Regions from separate parts of the Macaca mulatta genome. Here region 1 is linked to region 2. A link is a contact called in public Hi-C data. All regions are on one chromosome and are shown on one strand. The core of a region is the stretch at or near the end of the contact, and the rest is flanking DNA. Distances in the headings are between cores, read along the strand shown.

Region 1 (4,293 bases), core at 991-3,490, 42 kb after region 2:
ACACTACCACCCTTGGTCACAAGGCAACAATATTCAGTACATGGGTTTTGAGCCTGCCCCCCGAAGAGGTGAGTGTCACAGAAGAACTCACGTGAGCTCAGGGGAAGCATATAAATTTTCACACAAAAATGAGGGAGGATTGCCGTCCATTAACACGTTTTCATCTTTGTGTTAAAAACGAAACAAAAAGCGGGGGAGGGAACCGCCACAGATGAATCAACTACAAAGTATCGGGCCGCGCGTGGGAACTGCTGCCGCTGGGCTGGCGGGGGCGGGCGGTGATCCCCAGGCTGGAGGCTCAGCGCCCGCCCTGGCGCAGGTGCCGCCCGCCGCGCACCGGCCCAGGGCAGGTGAGAGGTGGGCAGGCGAGAGGTCAGCACGGAGGACAGGCAGCAGCCAGGGCATTCGTTTCCGGAGAGAGCTGCGAGGCCGAAGAGCCCTAGGGCCGGGCGCGCCCCCGCCGGCCGACTGGGCGGGGGTTCCCACAAAGAGCCGCAGGCGGGGAGCGGGAGCCGGGACCGCCCCCCGCATCGCCCAGCGCCGCCGCTGACTCTGGTTACGACAAATTAAACCTTAGAGCGCTGGAAAAATTACAGGAAGAAGAGAGCGGAGAATATGCCGAGTGGCGAAGGAAGCCTTGTCCCTACGTGAACTTCGCCCGCCGCGCGCCAGGGCCGGCCCCTCCCCTCCTGAGCGCGCGCCCGGGCGGCGGGGGAGGAGACTAGGAGGGACCCCGGAGAGCGTCCCCTGCCCCCGCTACCGGGCGCCCCACCGTCACGAGTGCCGCCTGCGGTCCACACCCAGGCTGTCCGCACCTGCCCACACCGCCCCCCGGCCGGGCGGGGTCCCCGCCCCCGACCCAGATGACTACATCCGCCCCCGCGGCCCCACCCGAGCGCGCCCGGGGAGGGGGCGTGCCCGGCGGGGGCGCGGTCGCCTGGCGGGCGCCGGCTCCAAGAGCCAGGACCCGCCTCGCACGGCGCGCGGGGCCAGCAGCGGGTTGGAGCGGCGGGGGAAGGGGCGAAGCCCCGGGCGTCCCGGCCCGCCCGGCCCCTACCTCGCGCCCCGCCGGCGGCTCCGGGGGCGTGGTCGGGCAGCTCGCACTGACCCCGACCGAGCAATCCGGGCGCCCGCGCCGCCCCACTGACCTGTGTGAGTTCTCAGGTGCGCCTTGAGGTGCGAGGATTTCCCGTAAACTTTCTCGCAGCCCGCGTAGTGGCACTTGTGCTTCCTCTGCGGGGACTCGAGGTCGGCGCGACTTCGGCCCCGCCGGCCCCTTTGTCTGAGGCCGGGCTCGCCGCTCCCCGCGGGTCCCGGCTCCCGCTCGGGTTCCAGCCCCGCCTCGGGCTCCGGCTCGCTCCACGCCGGGCTGGGGGGCGCGGCCGCCGCGCCTTCGCCGCCGGGGGAGGCGGGCTCGGGGGCGGGCGGCGGCAGGCGGCAGGGGGTCCTCGCCTTCCGGGCCGCGGCGCCCTCCCTGCGCTCCGCCGGGACGGGCGCCGGTGCTTGCTGGTTGAGGTCCGCTAGGATCCGCGCCACCACGAAGAGCGAGGCGCTGTCCTTACCGTCGCGGCGCTCCTCGACGCGGGGCAGCGTGGGGGTGGCGGCCGCGGCCGCGCCCTCGGGCCGGGACTCCGGCCCCTCACGCGGCCCGTGCACGACCGCGCGGCTCGACATGGACACGAGGCACTCGGCGGCGAAGTGGTCCACATAGGCGGCGGCTGCCATGCTGCGGGCTGGGGCCGGCGGCGGTGCTCTTGCTGCGAGGCGTCAGCCGCGCATCCGCACCCACGGCCTCGGGAGAGCGGGCGGGGGGCGGGGGCGCGGCGCGCCCTCTCCTCGGGCTGGGCTGGGCTGGGCGCGCAGCCGCCTCTGCCGTCACCCGCGCGGCTCCGCGTCTGCGAGGCGCCGGCCCGGCCGGGCACCGAAGAGCGAGCGCATGGGGGGCGCGGACGACTGGGGTCCCCGCGCGGCGTCAGGGGCGGCCGCTTCTAAGGATGCCGAGCGGCGACGTTAGGGACCACCACGCCAAGTCGCGGCCGCAGTTTCGCCGCGCATTGTGGCAGGCGGGACAGCTGCCGAGCGCGCCGCGGCTCGGTGTGGGCGGCCCGGCCCCGGGGGTGGGCGGGGCCGGGGCCACATCTGGACCCGACGTCAGCCCCCAGCCACATCCTGGCGGCGCAGGTTACAGGCGGCGGCGGCCGCGGGGAGCTGCGCGCGCGGAGGGGGCGGGGAGCCCAGAGCGCGCACCGGAGGAACGGAGGGGTCGCGTGCCCGCGCCTGGGGAAGGGGGCGTGGCCGATTGCCAGGACGGACGCCATTCGTCCGTGAGTGCACGGCCAGGCCAATCCGGGCCGTTAGAGGGGCGTGCCCGGTCCCGGGGCCTGCGCGCGCCAGTGGGCGTGTCCCCTGGGCCGGTAGGAGGAGGGGCGGAAACTGGAGCGGGGCGCGCTGACGCATGACGTCCGGGGGTGGTGGGCCTGGTAGTCGCGGCGCGGAGCTGCTGCCCGTACCCCCCGCAGTGGGGACACAGCGGGCACTTCCCTGCCGGAGCTTTTGTGTGGTGGCCAGCCTTCGCCCCCGGCGTGGAGCGGAGTGCTTTCTGGAGGGCGCCATTTGTTCCTCCCGCGATGGGCGCCGGCCGGGAGGCGTGTCTGCTCGGCCGGGCGCGGGGCTGCCTGGGGGCGGAAAGCACTCGCGCCGCGCCCTCAGCCGCCAGTTTGCCGGGTGGCCGCGCCTAGAGCCTCAGGCCGCTCGCCCGCTCCACGCCCTTGCCCTGCAGAGCTCCGGGAGTCCGGGCGGGGCAGTTCCTGCGGGAGGGACAGACTCCTCGGGCTCGTTCCTGGCGGCCGGGGTCCGGTGTGCGGCCGCGCTACCCTTGAGCTCGGGTCAGCCCGAACAGGTCTGGCCTCGGCTGGCGGTGAGCCTGGCAGCCCGGGTGGCGCGCCCACCGCGGCCTGTGCCTCCAGAAGCGAACTACGTGCCAGGGCGGCCGGCGCCGCTGCTGAGGGAACGCGGGGCCCCTTCCTCCCCCTCCCGCCTCAGGCCCGCTGCCAACTCTTCTAGGCTGCCCCTCTCCCACCGCGGTCGGGGGGGCTTCAAAAGCCACCAACTGCGAGGACCCCGCCCACCGCGCCCCACCCGCCCGCTGTCTGGGCCTCCCGGAGGAAATGCTCGGCTGCGTCCTGCCCGCGCCTCCCGGCCCGGGCCTGGCCAACTTGCCCTTGACTCTCACCGGTAACCCCTACTCCAGCCCGCGGCCCCAGCCATTCTCCAGGCCTGGGCTGACCTCGGAGACGCCGGTGAATAACTTCCCACCGCCTCGGAACCGGGCTCAGCAAACCGCCTACTGCCTCTCCCCGGTGCATTGTGCTTAATGGACATTGGAAGGAGTCCGCCACCCTCGCTGTGTTCTGAGAGGAGCCTGGAGAATGAAGGAGCCCGGGCACTCACCCTCAGTGGACCCCAGCAGTGGGAGGGGGGTGTCATTCTTCTCTCAGAATTAAGGTTAATAGCGGAGTTCAGGTTCTCACCAAATTGATTTGGGGTTGGGGCCCAGTAAGACCGCTTTTCAGGTAACCGACGGGGGACCGAAACAGCCATTCCGGGTTGCGTGTTATGGTGAACAGCAAATTGCATGGATGTTTGAGCACCCTCAGTATGTGTAACTAAAACCCAAAAATGCCGTCTCGCTGATTGAGTTGCTCCCCTCTGGGCTGACTATAAAGGTGCTGGGCTGGGTCTGGTCCCTCTAGGAGGGTCTGTGCTTGGCAGAAAGTAATCATGTTTCTTCTAGGCAGATTGTGTTGATGACATTTAAGAGACGTGTGTCCTGACCAACTAATGATTCGGAATGTTCCTCCATTCCCACCACATGTCACAGTCAGTCACTTCTTAAGGAAGGAGTGGTCCTACACCAGCTTATCAGCCACCCATACCCTCCTGGCCGCTTTCCAGCCAGCAGAATTCTCCCCAATCTTCAAGGTGCCACGTCTCTCCACGGGTCACCCCAGCCAGCATACACAGTGGTAGGCCTCCTAGAGTGTGCACTATTCTAGGTATTGGGCTACTACAGCCATGAACAAAACAAGCCTGCCCTGGGTGAGGGGATGCCCTGCATGGCCAAGGGTCCTCGGCACTGATGCACCCCCTCCAAGAGTTTCCCAAGAATGTGGATGCCAAAGAATTTTGACTGTATTCTGTGGCATTCTGGATAGAAAACTGAGCCCCCTGGCCGGTTTCTCAAAAATCCACTCAAGCGTTTGATGATTGTCATGGTGTTCACTGACTTTATCC
Region 2 (4,035 bases), core at 290-2,789:
TATGTCCATATAAAACCTTCATATAAAAGCTGGAAATACACTCAAAGCAAATATATGAGAAAAAAACAACAAAAAACAGTTCTGGAAAAGATGTGTTCCGTCTCCTGGCACTGCTGAAGCAGGGGCCACGTGTGGGTGCCTTTGTTCTCTTTATTGATTTTACATTTTGGAGGAAAAGGTGTTGGGGGGATTCAAAATCAAGTAGCACCACGATTTCCCAAATACATGACAATTACAATCAAGTGAGAAAACAGAAAATACGGAGAAGAAATTACAAAAGAAATAACAACAGTCTCTGTCAAAGAGTACAAAAAAAAAAGAAGAAAAAGAAAAAGGAGACAGGAGACTAACATGAGACAGGCTGCACTGAGGTGGACCAGGTAAGTGAGTTAAGATCTCTGCTGTGAGAAGCTCTGCAATGTCAGAACACTGAGTAAAAACAGGAGCTCTCACAGCTTAATAGAGAGAGGAGGAAGAAACAAACACCAGGTCATCCACAAAGGAACAAGGCTGGGACAGACACCAGACTTTTCCTAAGTCACAGTGGATCCTGAAGACAAAGGAACAGGGTCTTCCAAGTTAATGTCTCACACACTCCAGCTAAAATGAGATAAGACCAAGGAGCTAGGGACATGACTGTATAGTAAAGGGCCACCTCATGACAAGAGCGAGGCAGAGACCTGGGAGGTCACTGGAGCACAGGACCGGGGCTCACGGGGGAAAATTCCAGGAGGAAAGTGAGTTTTGTGCACCACAGAGTACCATCAAAAGGCTGGATACACTTCAGGATACAGTAAAGACACATCACTCTTCTTTGTTTAAAAGAAAAAAGAGGCAATTAGAAACTCCAGGAAAAATAAAAGACATATAAAAAAACTGTGGTTCAAATTAGATGTAAACGAAAATGCCTCATGATTATGGGTCAAGAGCTCCGAGCCAAGCTCGGTTCTAGGGATTTTTCCTATGCTCTATTATTTATTCTTCACAACTCCATGAGGTGGTGGCAAGAAACGTAATCCCAGCACAAGCCCTGCTGATGGAAGCAAACTTCACACAGCTGTGGTCATACTAACCTTAGCACTAGTTGTCAGTGTTTAGAACCAATCCTATAAACAAAGGCCATACAACTGACTTGTGGGCCCAGAAGAGAACATGGATTTAAGGGAAAAGTCGGAATGCACACAGTGTGCAAAGAACATACCTAAATCAAACACAGAGATTTAAAATTACAAAGATAGTCAAAATAAGTAAAATAATACATCCATCAATTTAGGAAGAGTTGGAGGGGAGGGACAGGAGTGAGGTAAATCCTTAAATTTCATGGCAGGAGGGATAACAGAGAATATCTAAATTTGATAAATCAAGAAACAGCAATAAGATACAGTTCATTTATAGCAGTAACCATCAAGACAACTAAAATCAGAAAAGAAATGCTCTCTAAGGAGTGGCGCTAGACTGGTGAGAGGATTTTTTTTGTTGCAAGCTCCTCTGTGTTATGGGTATCTCTACCTATTTACCTATCTATCTAATCTGAGCCAGTCTTGCTCTGCCACTGCAACCTCCACCTCCCAGGTTCAAGTGATTCTTGTGCCTCAGCCTCCCGACTAGCTGGGATTACAGGCACCCACCCATGCCTGGCTAGTTTTTATATTTTTAGTAGAGACAGGGTTTCACCATGTTGGCTAGGCTGGTCTTGAACTCCTGACCTCAAGTGATCCGTCTTCCTCAGCCTCCCAAAGTGCTGGAATTATAGGTATGAGCCACACGCCCGCCTTGGGTCTTAAAAAAAAAATTCTATGTATTTGTTTCTTCCATAACAATAAGAAGAAATGTTTAAATATAGTTCCTTAAATATCTAGTCCAATATTTCCCAAAACATGTTCAAAGAAATGTTATCATTGTATAAAACTATTCATTGCTTCCAGAATAAAAAATTTTGTCAACCAAAGAGTGAAAATGTTGCACGGTAATTCCACTCTTGGAGATTCACGTCGCACACTAGTCATCAAAAGCTTGGGAAAGTGCAGCATTAAATGGTTTAGCATTAACCATGTCAGGTCTGACAGATGAGGTTCAGACCCTGTTCCCTAGCTGTGACACTATGGCCTCGAACAAGCTCCTTGCTGGCTGTAGTAGAGTGAATAATGGTCCCCAAAAAGATATAGCCAAGCCATAACCCCCAGAACCTGTGCATGTGATCTTATCGGGAAAAAGGGTCTTTGCAGATGTAATCAGGTAAGGATCTGGAGATGCGTTCCCAAGTGTGGAGGGTGGGGAAGAGGGGGAAGGGAGCAAGTGAGAAGGGGGAGAAAGGGGGCAGGGGAAGGAAGGGGAGGCATGGAGCAGATTCTCCCTCAGAGCCTCCGGAAGGAATTAACCCTGCCAATACCTTGGTTTCTGGAACTGTGAGACAGTGAGTTTCAGGTGCTTTTCAGCCACCCAGTTTGTGGTAATGTGTAACAGCAGCCACAGGAAGTGAGCACACTGCCCCATCCTCATAGGGTGGTCCATACAGTGATCCCGAGGGGCGGTGCATGACTGGCCTCAGCACAGTGCCTGGCACGTTCCAAAGGTCCACTCCTGAAATCTCAGCTGTTACTGTTGCTCTTAGTCATTAGCCCTGTCAAGTGAGTCTCCCCAGATTTGCGCCTGTTGGTGTGGGGGGAAGCCACACTCAGCCTTGCTTCCTAATAGCTCTTGTGAGGAGCCTTGCCCTTTAGCTCCTTCTGCCTGCAGGCCGGGGCAGCATGTGAGGTACACAGAGCTACAGATGGGCCACACGATGTTGGGGCCGCAGAGAAATGCAGCATCCAATGGATGGGGCGCTGGTGCCAGGCAGCCTGGAGTGGAGGAAGGCGGGTGTCTGGCGCAGCCACTCCACCAACACAGCTCTTGGCCTCCCTGTACGTCAGGAGCTTTATGCTTTGACAGGGGACATACTGGGTGCCTGGCCCAGAGACACGGTCCTGACCCAGGCAGATGCAGGCCCCACGGCTCCATTCTCTGCTCCTCCCTCAGCCCGCTGCAGAGAGGTGACAGTGGTGAACTGGCCCACAACAGGAGTTATGGCTCAGGCCAGCAAGGAGCAGCAGCACCAGGTCTGGCTGGGTCCCCTGGTAGTGACACTCAGGCAGCACCCAGGAGGCTGACAAGGAACAGCTCAGAGAAGGGAGAACAGGCTGGGGCGGGAACAGGGAGCAACATGCCCCAGGCCACTTTCACCCACACGGTCGCAAGGAGCCCCAGGAGCTTTCGTGCATGTGGGTGAGAGCCCCTGCTATTCATCATATTAGAAATTAGAAATTAAAATGGAAACGAAGTCTTCAATCCAAGCATGCATTCCAGTCACTGAAGAGGGACAGTGCTGTCACACATCTTGTAGCATCTGCAATAGCCTACTGTACTCTTTTGGGAGAATGAGGCAAACAGTGCTATTGTTATGAAAACAGTTTTGATCTCATGGCCCTGGTGAAGGGAAGACACCTGCGGGTGTCCAGCTTCACTCTAAAAACTGCTGTTCTGGGGACAGACTCCAGGGGGACTGTGTGCAGCCAAGTGAAGTGAGCACAGGGGGGCACCCAGTGAGGTGAGGGGCCAGCCAGGCCTGGCCCTTCAGGGAGTGCGCCCACCTCTCATTCTACGGCAAAGGGGGCCCATCGGACTAAACAAACCCAAGCACCCTCCTTGCTTGGCTCAAACCCTTCATCTGCCTCCAGCCGGGCATGTCATATGGAGACAGCAACAGCAGGACAGGGACTCAACAGGACAGGGCTCCCTCTAGCTCCAAAATGACAAGAGAATCGGTAGGAGATTCTAGACTCTTGCGGAGGAGCTCCTAGCCTTCCTGCCGGATCCCAGAGCCACTCCAGCTCCCCAGGTGGGAGGGCCCCAGGGGTTCTGGCTGTGTGTGCCTGCGCCTGTGCATGGGATGGGGGGCCTGAGACAAGGTGGGATTAGGCCTTGTGAGGAGACTGGGTGAGAGGAAGGGGGCTGGGGTGGAGCCTGGAGGGGCGCTAGGTGCCCTGGAGCCTGGAA

The links. A called contact is a pair of places that touch in the nucleus more often than the background predicts.
Region 1: a Hi-C map of liver shows a contact between it and region 2, with 3 times the contacts expected there. The contact joins the promoter of KLF13 here to the promoter of LOC144329826 in region 2. A contact is called at or near these places in 3 of 14 Hi-C or Micro-C datasets (CD4 T cells, blood and liver).

What each region holds. Positions count from the first base shown.
Region 1 is chr7:7,847,016-7,851,308 of T2T-MMU8v2.0, forward strand. KLF13 (KLF transcription factor 13) reads right to left here and starts at 2,241. Exons shown (of 2, transcript XM_028850658.2): 1 at 1,149-2,241. The coding sequence starts at 1,725.
Region 2 is chr7:7,806,084-7,810,118 of T2T-MMU8v2.0, forward strand. LOC144329826 reads left to right here and starts at 1,540. Exons shown (of 3, transcript XR_013395471.1): 1 at 1,540-3,877. All of the region lies in intron 1 of KLF13 (KLF transcription factor 13), which reads right to left.